Linked DNA regions of Mus musculus: all the other regions are linked to region 3. The links are chromatin contacts, called in public Hi-C maps. All regions are on one chromosome and are shown on one strand. The core of a region is the stretch at or near the end of the contact, and the rest is flanking DNA. Distances in the headings are between cores, read along the strand shown. Region 1 overlaps Lpp (LIM domain containing preferred translocation partner in lipoma). Region 2 overlaps Lpp (LIM domain containing preferred translocation partner in lipoma). Region 3 holds the start of A230028O05Rik (RIKEN cDNA A230028O05 gene).

The links. Hi-C and Micro-C count contacts between places; a contact is called where the count stands out from the background.
Region 1: a contact with region 3 is called in a Hi-C map of liver, with 5 times the contacts expected there. The contact joins the enhancer-like site here to the promoter of A230028O05Rik in region 3. A contact is called at or near these places in 1 of 39 promoter capture datasets (the C10 cell line), 1 of 15 datasets of contacts at CTCF or cohesin (large pre-B cells), 29 of 484 Hi-C or Micro-C datasets (the 3T3-L1 cell line, the AML12 cell line, B cells and 21 more), 21 of 115 datasets of contacts at active chromatin or transcription factors (the NIH/3T3 cell line, Th17 cells, acute myeloid leukemia and 15 more) and 1 of 9 other capture datasets (embryonic stem cells).
Region 2: a contact with region 3 is called in a Hi-C map of CD8 T cells, with 4 times the contacts expected there. The contact joins the enhancer-like site here to the promoter of A230028O05Rik in region 3. A contact is called at or near these places in 1 of 15 datasets of contacts at CTCF or cohesin (large pre-B cells), 7 of 484 Hi-C or Micro-C datasets (B cells, CD8 T cells, Th1 cells and 4 more), 8 of 115 datasets of contacts at active chromatin or transcription factors (astrocytes, bone marrow-derived macrophages, craniofacial prominence and 3 more) and 1 of 9 other capture datasets (embryonic stem cells).

Annotation. Positions count from the first base shown.
Region 1 is chr16:24,515,976-24,519,580 of GRCm38.p6, forward strand. All of the region lies in intron 3 of Lpp (LIM domain containing preferred translocation partner in lipoma), which reads left to right. Among named protein-coding and RNA genes, the nearest start is that of Gm24440, 110 kb to the left of the region's middle. Within about 2 kb of position 1,841, at least 40 of the 459 cell types and tissues checked have an H3K27ac peak or open chromatin away from gene starts, as enhancers often do. A contact at or near this core is called in Th1 cells, Th17 cells, fibro-adipogenic progenitors and 2 more, where this site is marked.
Region 2 is chr16:24,536,995-24,540,546 of GRCm38.p6, forward strand. The region is part of intron 3 of Lpp (LIM domain containing preferred translocation partner in lipoma); the gene reads left to right. Among named protein-coding and RNA genes, the nearest start is that of Gm24440, 130 kb to the left of the region's middle. Within about 2 kb of position 2,222, at least 19 of the 459 cell types and tissues checked have an H3K27ac peak or open chromatin away from gene starts, as enhancers often do. A contact at or near this core is called in CD8 T cells, where this site is marked.
Region 3 is chr16:25,057,864-25,061,455 of GRCm38.p6, forward strand. A230028O05Rik (RIKEN cDNA A230028O05 gene) reads left to right here and starts at 1,776. Exons shown (of 3, transcript NR_040374.1): 1 at 1,776-1,940.

The DNA of each region.
Region 1 (3,605 bases), core at 591-3,090, 540 kb before region 3:
AGGGTAGGGACCTGGAGGCAGGAGCTAATGAAGAGGCCATAGATGGGTGCCACATACTAGATTGCTTACCCTGCTTGCCTAGCTCGTAGAACCCAGGACTGCCAGTCCAGGGATGGCACCATCCACATCGGGCTGGGTCCTCCGGATCAGTCACTGATTAAGAAGAGTCTTACAGCTGGACCTTATGGAGGCATCTTCTCCATTGAAATTTCCCTCTTTCAGATACTTCATTTGTGTGTCAGGTTGGCATGAAATTAGCCAGCACAAAATATAAGAGACCTGGCACATAAGATCTCAGTAAATGTTTGTTAACTTGGCTGAATGGAAGAGGGCTGGAAAGGATGATTTGGAAATGAATGGACTTAGTCATTGATAATTCAGGAGGTCTCAGTCCTGTCGACATTGGACTTACATTAGATTTAGAATGTCTGTGTGACCTCAGAGTGACAGAGGACAGAAACTTGGAAGAGGTGATTTGCAGGGAGCATTTAAAGAACAAATTCCAGAAACTGGCTGCACGTGAGAAGGTGAGGGGTTGGGATGGGGACAGGAAAGGATGTGGGAAGGCCATGCCAGGCTATCCAGGAGCAAGAGCAACAGTGGAAGCATGGAGGTATGAGGCAGTGATCATTCAGTGTGTGTTAGAGCAGGAGACATACTGAGAGTCCTGCATCTCACCAACAGTTGGCCACCAATCCTCATTCAAGTTCCATTTGCTGTTCTTTCTCTGTTCTTTTGTACTTACTGTAAACCAGTTAAAGCTGATGCAGATGCCAGGCAGAGAGGCACTGTAGAGAGGTCTTTAAGTCTTTCAGCTCAGTGGGCTTGCCAACATGGCAACCATTTGACGTTCTCCCAGGCATTCCCTCCACATTAAGGGGCTACATCTGTCCATCCTGCAGCCTGGAAGATAAGGGAGTATGCACTCCAAGTAGTCAGATGAGTCTCAAGGTTTGGAGTAAGGGACTGCCTTGCATTTGCCCTTCTACACAATCAAGTAACTCATGCCCCTTCCCTTCCTGTGGAGAACAGAGGGATCCCAATAGAAAGGGAAAGGCAGAGGGTAGGAGATGCTCTGATATTGCTTGGCTTCTTGCCCTCCTCACTCTCCAATGTCAATACAGTTCTTTAGGAGAAAAACAAAAAAACAACAGCAGTCTGGAACAGGAGGACAGGGCCAGTTTAGAAGTGAGGAAACTGGGGTGGTTTATCTGAGCAGAGACTGATGTCATTTGCTCTGTAATTTAGGCTGGCAAATCTATTGATGCAACCTCAAACGAAGGACACACTTAGATTGCTGAGACTTGAGCAAACAAATGTTATGTAACGATGTCAAGGTCTGTGGTGCAAGGATTAACCCCCAAGCAGAAATAAACACTCCTCTGTGCCAAAGGTGGGACGTAAGTCTTCAGTATCAAATCTGGGTCTCCCTCCCAAGTATCTTCTTAGAGTCTGTCATGGGGTAAGAAATCCAAGGAGAGGAGGCACTCTTTCCTTGGTACAGTGGGTGAGAGTATTTAAGAGAGTCCATGTTTGGAAGCTTGAGGGAAGCAGAGGGGCTTCTCCCATTAGAAACTGAGTAAAATGATGGTTTACATGGCGAATCATAAATTGCTTATAGAAAACCCAGGAGTGCCTATTCGATTCTCAAAATGTTAGCCAGTGGTTGATCCATTCTCTGTTTCTACATCGTTTGGGTGTAGACTACAATATTAGCATTTCGAAATTCTTCTTAGGTAATTCTGAAAATGTCCTGATTTTGAATTCACACTGAGTTACATAGTGCTTAATGTGTCTGAATGAGAAAGACACTCTGAGGGCGTGAGAAGGAGGAGAAGGCCGCAAAGGTCATGGGGAGGGTGTGGTCCCAGCTGGAGAGGAAGCTAGAGCAGGAACAGGGGAAGCAAGGAGGCTCTGCATCCCGACCAGACCTGCTGCTCTCTCACCCCTCTGCCCAGTGGCACACACGTTCGTGTGAGTGTGTGTGTATGTGTGTGTGTGTGTGTGTGTGAGACACACACCATGGCAGGAGACTGAGGACATAAGGACACTTGGCCTTAAGAGTGGTCCTGAGGCTCTTTCCATAGGCGTCAGTGTTTCCTTTATGAACCCACTGTTTCTTCTGACCTCAAGCCCTCAGCAAACTGCATGTCTCTGTACAATAAAGTAGGCCTTACATCTCAGGGACACCTTAGATTTTTGTCAGAATCAATTAATTCTTTATCAAAAAGTGCAGACCTGACAGATAGTGAGTTTAGGTGCTTTGGAAGCCATTGTCCCTGCCCTGGCACAGGACCCTCTCTGGTCTCTTTGTGCACACCATGTAGAGGTCTCATTGTAATTTGCAATGCCATTTTTCTTATTTGAAAACTGTAGAATTTCTCTTTCTTAGTGGGGAGCACAGCCTCAGTAAACTCTAATGAAAAAAATCTGTCAGGTAAAGGGGCAGGATCGCAGCACAGTCAGGCTCAGTGGCTCACACAGAGAGAGCAGCCAGACTGCAGGCGTCTGAAGTCCTCTGTGCTGAGGAGCTGACTGGCTCTCCCTTGGTGGTACCTTGGTCTTTAAGGGCTTTGGAATCTCTGTAACTGACATCCTTTCTAGATCATAGAATCTGTGCCTATGCTGGACATCCTCATTGGGGCTCATAGGACTCTTATGACAATAATAGGCCTTGTGAGTTCTTGACAAGAGCAACAGTCAGACCTCCTGAACAGCTTCTGTAGGGATGGGGTGTAAGGGGCCCAGGAGGGTGATTGATAGTGTGCAGGTTTCTGTTTTGAAGCAGAGTTGTTAGAACTTTAAGGAGAGAAGGGAATCAACGTTTTGGTGTCCTTTTAGAAAAAACAAACAAACAAACAAACAAGCAAAAAAAAATTCCTCCATGTCTGAGCAAAGTGAATGGACTTCGTACTCCAGAGGGAAGCAGGAAACAGAGTCAGGGCCCTCTCTGTCCCGCTGAGCTGTTGTACACTGCTCCATTACAGGTGGCAGTCAGCAGCAGCTTCTCTGTGAGTGGGTCACGTGACTCAGTCCTCGGGTGTTCTCTGCAAGCATTCCTTCCTCTTTGCTGTTTTAAACAACTTTGATTTTTGGCAAAGTGAGATCAACCCATCTTGGCAATTATGTTGCCTAGGCTTCTTTCAGAAAATTGACACAGGAGTACACCTGGACGCCAGTCCACCCAAAAGAAAAAGCTACACGTTATGTTCATTTGCTTTTGTTCTGTTTCCTGTACATGATATTGCTATTTTAATCTTCTATGTCATTTGATGTTCTTCAAAATGTATTTTAATTGCTGCGATGTTGCATTATGTATTGCATGCATTGTGATGCATCAGGATGTCACTTCCATTATAAGTAACAGCTCCCTGGAAGTCCCTTAAGCCCAGGTAGGGACACAGGACCATATTCTTACTGGAGGGGAATTTGAAGTATTTTACATCACCTCATGCAGTAGGCTGGAGCATAGCAGTATTTTTGTTAAAGAACTTGGTGAAGGATAGAGTTCATACATGTAGAACTGATATTGTAGAGAAAATTCATGATAAACCATGGTAGCCTATGCTGTTTTAATCAAGATAACATTAGTTAGAGAAAGAGTG
Region 2 (3,552 bases), core at 972-3,471, 520 kb before region 3:
TGTCTTTCTGCCTCTTTCTGTCTCTTTGCCTCTTTCTCTCTTTCTGCCTGTCCGTCTTTCTGCCTCTCTCTCTCTCTCTTCCATTCTTTCTCCCTCCCCTCCTTCCCCTCACCTCCTCTTGTCCTCCCTCCCTCCCTCCCTCCCTCCCTCCCTCCCTCCCTCCCTCCCTCCCTCCCTCCCTTCCTTCCTTCCTTCTGGTTGATTTCTATGAGTTAAGTAAATTGAATTTAAAAATAAAAATGTGAACTGTCATTGAAATTTTTGGAAGACAAATTCTCATAATTCATTCAAAAGGCTTTTTTACAAAGCAGGGCTACTAGTTTCCCAGCCTCTGCAGTGGGGACAAAAACAACTGGACATACAGAATATCAGCCAATCTGCCAATATGTTGCCTTAGTGTTTTTCTGTTGAGAGGTTCTTTTTAGTAAGACAGGACCATGGACTCTTTGAAACCTTCTTACAAGGCTTGGAAAGAAGGTTCTTTGTTTTCCAAGACAAACACTCACTGTTTAGCCTCGTCTTGCTTCAAACAAATCCTTCTGCCTCAGCATTCTGTGAGCTGGGCTTACAGGTGTGTATGTACCAGTAGGCCCAGCTGTGCAAAGATCATTATTTGATTGTTGCCAGCTCAAACAATTAAGTATTTTACTAATTAGTAGAAATGAGAATTTTACAATGATCAATTTTTCTGATGGTGATGGGGGCAATGTTGGCTTTTCACATCCATTTATTTATTTATTTCAAAAACTATTTAACTATCTACTTTCAGTGAATCATTGAAATGCTTTTAGTTTTTATGAGAAAAGCAAAGCCTAAGTTGACACTGTGTGATGCTCTATCCCCCCTGCTCTCTGCCTGAGGGCATTTTCACTGGTCTGGAGGTGGTTTGAGTGTGTTCCGCCACATTTCCCTGTTGGTGCTGATGAGTTGTAGACACAGAACAGTATGTACCTCCCTAGCTTTCTCTCATGTTACTAACTCACATGAGTAAGGTTTGCTTATTGGAGCTCAGAAATTGACATGGGGAAGCATGACTATTGTGACTACAAATTTTGTTCTTATTCACTAGTGCATTTTGTGCAATAGGATTCAATTAGGAATTTTCTTCTGTACTTTCTCCTCATGTCTTTAACTTAGTACAGACTTTTCCCATGTTTTATGACCTTTATACATGAAAAGTGCCTTGTTTCAAGGCCTGGCACATCATAGAATCTACTGATTATTGTTTGCTTAATGCTTTCTCATGATTAGATGAGTTGTCTATTTTTGAGTAAAAGATTTTTTTTTTTTATTGTTTCATGTCAGTGAGTCTATGGGTTCAATGAGACCTATGACTGGTGGTATTAACCTTAGGGGTGACCATGTTTGCTTTGTTTTATTTTATAGTAAAGTGAAAGACTCTTGTACTGTTAACATTTTGACACCTTTGCAAATTATGGGCTAGTGTTCATACTGACTCATAATGGAGAGCCAAGACTCAGAAGCACATGGCTTCCCAACATCAAAAGCACATGGCTTGCCAACCTTAATAGAGTATATGATTCATATCTAAAAAGCATGTTGAAGCTTTGTGCTTATGGCCTCAATCCTGAGCCCATTTGATGGATGAGATCAATTTTAGTCTTGAGTTTGTGTGCACCTACTTAGTAAATAACACAGGGACTGGAGTCTGGTAAAAAAAACAAAAAACAAAAAACAAAAAACAAAAAACAAAAAAAAAAGAGTCTCCAGTGGAAAGGCATATAGTAGAGAATATAAGAAGTAGTGAAAGGCATCTCTCTTTCACACTGACTTCTGCAACTATCAACTCCTTGGTATTTATGGCTTAATGGATGTCCACCATTCATCCCATGGAACAGGAAGACATGATGGAGGGTGATGGAGAGAATGCTGTTTGGACAAGGGCATAGAAATTTCTTTATTCAGGGTCCCCAGATAAAATGGATAAAAGAGGTTTTCACAATGCTTTAAGTATCTTTATGCATTGAGCCTTCATAATGTTGTTGAACTTTTCCTACTTGGTGCTGTTTTCCAAGGATGCACAGAGGCTTGGCAAGAAGAAAGAGTAGCGATTAGAGCTAGATCAATAACATGGTTTCAAGCCACAAAAGGCCTCAGGGTAAAAACCCAAGTCTCAAGCACGATGCTATCTGCATCTGTGGGTTGACTGCCTCTTCGTCTCTACCCCTTGGTCTTGTTTGCTTTCCTCATCTTTTCATGTGGCATGGAACAATTTTGTAACCATGACAATTTGCCATCACAATGCCTTGCAGGCTTTTGGTCCTAAGGTGTACAATGAGAGAAACTATGTCTGAATTGTGAGAACAATTATAAAATTTATCTCTTCATCTTCAACAGATGCTGTGCTCTGCTTGTAGGCTGGGACGGGGCAGGCAGTAGAGAGTTGGAGATGTGTTGTCCAGTGTAACAGCCACTGTTGCCATTGCTCTTCTCGAGTCCTTGAAACCTGGCTAGTGCTACGTGTTTAAAGGATGATATTTTGGATATATTTTTGAAGTAAAATTTTAACATTTTTAAAAGTTACTAGAGATTTCAAAATCATGGGTATGGCTTGTGCTCTGTGTCTGTTGAACAGTGTTTGGTCCGAGCCTGGGGAGAATTACAGAGAACAGGAAAGTGACCTGTGTTCTTATTCTGAGTTCTAATAATATTGGCATTGGAAGGGAAAGCTCCAACAGTCATAATTTTCATTAAAAATATTCTGATTTAGGAGAATTGGCTGCTTTCATATTATTGCTTGGACTGGAGAAGAATCTGGCATTTGGTATTTTCATAATTGAGAACATAACTTGCTGACTTAAAAAAAAATCACAACATTTTGTGCTTGGCCACAGGATCAGATTTTGGCTTTTTGAAAGAAGAGACTGAGACTTTTCTCTTGCTAATATCCTCGGCACTGCCCAGAAGTCCACACATGCATTCAAGGTATCCAGCTGGGTTGTTGATAAACTAAAATACTTTGAAAAGGAGAATATTTTGTGAAGCTACCCCATATTTGCTGGGAAAGAGAAGGTAACTCATTTTTCAAAAGACAGCTACCAAAAATAAAGAACATAGATGCAAGTGTTTCTTTACTTCTTGATTTAATTACTATTCTCATCAGGTGTCCCTGTCAACCCAGCTCCTGATAAAGAGTCTTTCAAAATACAGAGCCTCCCACCCCTCCGTGGGAAGGAGAAAGAAAAGGATGCTGCGTGCACATGTAAGCTCTCACCTCTGCTCAGACGTTCTATCTAAAGCCTCCAGTCTAGATTATCCTCGGTTCTCCCGTGTTGTGAGCCTTTCATGTACCTATCTGTCGGAGGATGTAGGGCAATAGTGGAAGAACCAGCTTCATCTCAGACGAAACCGATGTTTCGATGGCTGGCCTCGAACTCAGAAATCCACCTGTCTCTGCCTCCCAAGTGCTGGGATTAAAGGCGTGCGCCACCACCATCCGGCTGTTATTTTATTTTTATTATACTTTATAATGAGCCAAGTGTTCTCTGGATTAGAGATTCTCAACTTTTCATTATGTACCTCTTTATCATG
Region 3 (3,592 bases), core at 526-3,025:
GTTTAGAGAAAAATAACAGTTCTCTACACCCAGATTCATAAGTGTGGACAAAACTGGTATGGTGATGTGGGGACCAGAGAGCAAATAATCAGATTGCTCACAGCAATATTTCTCTGTGACTGAGTGGGCTTGTGGTCGGATCTAAGAAAGAAGTAAGTGTGTTGACCTCAACTCAGGATGCAGACAGGCCCACTTTGGGCTCTCTCCATACAGACTCACCATCAGATGACCATGAGCCAGTCATTTCCTCCCTCCAAGACTCTTCAAGGACTCCATCAAATGGGCATGAGGCTCCATTGTGCTTATGCAGACTGCAGTTGGTCATCAAGGTCATGGAAAGTCTTGGCTAGCTGTGAGTGTGAACCCGAGGTGGGTGTAAGACGCTGACAGGGAAGGAAGTTTTGCCCCCTCTGTAGTTCCTCACAGGGCATTGTGCTGACAGAGCCGTAACAGATTGACTCATACAGAACACTAGGGAAAATGGGCATGATTGCCAGTTCCTAGGCCTGGAACTGGCTTCAGCTGGTTTACTGGTGGGATTCAGGGATGGGAGGTGCAACGGGTAGGTGCCACACTCAGGAAAGAGGGGTATTCTAGAAGGAGGGGTGTTCTTCCGTGCCAGAGGTTCAGGATGGGAGACGTTAAGCTCCAGTCTGGGCAGGCAGAGGAAGGGGCTGGCAGGACCCCATGCTTCTCTTTAGCTTCACACTGACTTCCCGCTCTCACAGACACGTCTCAAAACTCTGTCTCAGCCTCCGTTTCTCCAGCTGTAAATTGCAAAGACCCTACTTTTCAACATTTTGAGAAAGGCCTAGTACCCTCTCTCATCTACTCTGCGAGACTACTAAGGAGTGGTGAAGTTGTTCCAATAGTCGCTTGGTTTCTGCCCTGAGCTCAAGTTCTTTTAAGCCAGTTCTGGAATCCTTTGGGTGGTGGAGCGCACAAGGATTCCTGTGTGTCAGTAAGTGAGCGTACGTGACAGAGGGCTTTTAAATGAATCACTTTGTATATAGCAGGGCCGCACCTGCTCCTCAGACTCTGAAGGCAGTGCGAGCAACAAGATCATTCAAAAGCGCCGCTTTCCATTCAGGTCTATAATTAGCCAGCAGGCTGTTCACCCCTGGAGCTGCTGGGACGGGCCTGGGGCAGCCTGGAGGGGCGGAGCCGAGCCCCTAGGCCCGCCCCTTGGATTCCTCCTCCCGCTGTCCTGTCGGGTCTCCGGTTGTTCTCCCCACCCCCATCTGCGTTCTGGACCGTGCCGGGCTCTACGGGGCAGGATTCCTGGAGGACAGGGCCTGTCCACCCTCCTTTCGGGCTCCCTCTCCAGCTAAGAAGCCCCTCGAGGGATGCGACTCCCCTGGAGCAGCTGTATTTAGAGTGGCATCCTCTTCCCCGCCAGCCGGCTTCTGCGTCCCGCTCTCGGGGCTACCGCCCGCTCACCCCGCCCAGCTCTCCGGGCCCCTCCCAGCCGCCTCTCCCTCTTTGTCGCATTACATAGTAATCTGAGATGCATTGGATGGGCTCCAGGGAACAGAATGTACTTGGCAGAGGCGCGGGGCTTGATGTCTGCAAAATGTCGGAAACTCAGCCAAGAGCTGCTAACTGGGTCATTAACCTCCAAAAGCGAAGCGAGGGCTGTAGGCCCTCTCTGCCTCCCTTCATCTCGCCAATAAAAGTGCCTCAGTGTGAAGGAAAGAAAAAGCCCAAGGTTGGCTGCTTTGATTTCTAGGCACTGAAGGCAGACCGGTCTCCTCCCCCTGCCCGCGCCCCAGCTCCTCCCGGCTGCCTTTCTGTTCGGAACCAAGAGTTTACAAGTGGCCTTTCAAAGGCCCAGCAGCCCTGCAGGGCCAAGCTGCAGCATCTGTGAAGATGTTACCCTCCGCCCTTCCCAACCGCACAGCCTCAGACCCATTTTCTCCCCCCTGGGTTGCGAGGGAGGGGTAAGTTTGGAGGTGGGGCGAAGAAGAAAGTTCTAGTTTAGTCCTTCGGCACTATTCTGCTCCTCCCCCTTTCTGCTTGCTACTCCTCTTCCTTCTACCCTTCCCCTCCTTCCTGCTGGAAAGCTTACGGTGCTCCATATACAAAGCCTGGCTGATGAGCTCCTGGCAGCAGCTGTCAATCCTTTCTCTGCCTGTTAACTGTTACCTGTTCTCAACCTACCTCACCAGTTGGTCTTAAGGACCAAAGGAGAAAGTCCCTCTTTGATCCTGTGACCTTCAGGTCTCTAAAAGCCTAAGGTCTCTAAAGTCCAAAGGAACTCCGGACTTGTAAGTCCTGGAAAGTAAGCAGAGAAAGAGTCTCCCAAAGGCGAAATATCAAAAAGGGAGAGCCACTAAAATCCACCCCCTTCAGATTTCTGGCCATGTTGGACTGCCAAAAAGGTACTTCCTGTGATCATCCAAACCCATTTCTCCGTGGCTAGAGACTCAGGGAGAATTTGGTAGTGAAACCCGGAAGTGGTGTCTTCCTCAGATGAGAGTCCTTGATGGAGAGAGAAGACCACTTGCCCAGCAGAGACAAAGCAAACCCGGGGAGGGGAGAATTGACTTGGCGAATCATACTTAGAAACAGATGTCAGCTTGTCTACACAGTAGGCCAAACCCAGCCCGGGGTGCCCATGTCATTCTTGCCGCGGTCTATGGCAGGCATATCCGATTGACCCTGCCTTTCCCTGAGCATCCCACAGAGGCTAGTTTCTGGGCTTGATGACCTCTGCCTGACTTCCTACTGCCATGCCTCAGTTCCTCTGTAGCCATCAAATCTCAACTTGGGTGCCCCCACCTCTCTTGCTGCCTTCTTTCAGTTTTTCTGAGAGATTTACTAATGTCCTCCAGATAACCAGTCCCTTTGTGCCTGTGTTAAGTCTCTTGTATGGGATATAAGTTATTATATAGTTATTGCTCCATGGGTAGAACTCATTCCTTGTCAATATCAACACCGATGGCAAAGGCCACCCAGCACCCACCCTTCTTGATTTGCCTTCTCTTTGTTTAGGTAGGCCTTCTATCTATCTATCTATCTATCTATCTATCTATCTATCTATCTATCTATCTATCTATCTAATATTACATATATTTTATAATAATTACATATAATTTATAGACAGGGATTATCTGTGTAGCCCTGGCTGTCCTGGAACTCGCTCTGTAGACCAGGCTGGCTTTTGACTCAGGGATCTGCCTGCCTCTGCCATCTTAGTGACGGGATTAAAGGTGTGTGCCACCACAGCCTGGAGTCCTGAATAGCTTCCTTCATCACGCTAAAATGTCTGGCTTGGGTTGCATTTTATGTAGTCACCTTACTGAGGGCCTTTATGTGAGTGTCTGGCTTGGTAAAAGTCATAGCTTGCCTTGAGGGCTGTCCTGGGGCTGGCCAACCCTTCTGTTCTCACCAGTCTTCTGGAGGCAGGCTTCCATATACTCTCTTCTTCCTCCCTTGAGATAGCCTCAGGGCAGGAAAAGCCGCATTTTCTTTTTGACAAGTTTTCCCGGGATTTCTTAATACTCTGATTCCACAAGAAGTAGCTCACCACAGCTCTTCTTATGCTTCTCAGCACCTACACAGAAAAACTGTCACTAGGTGTTATAAAAGA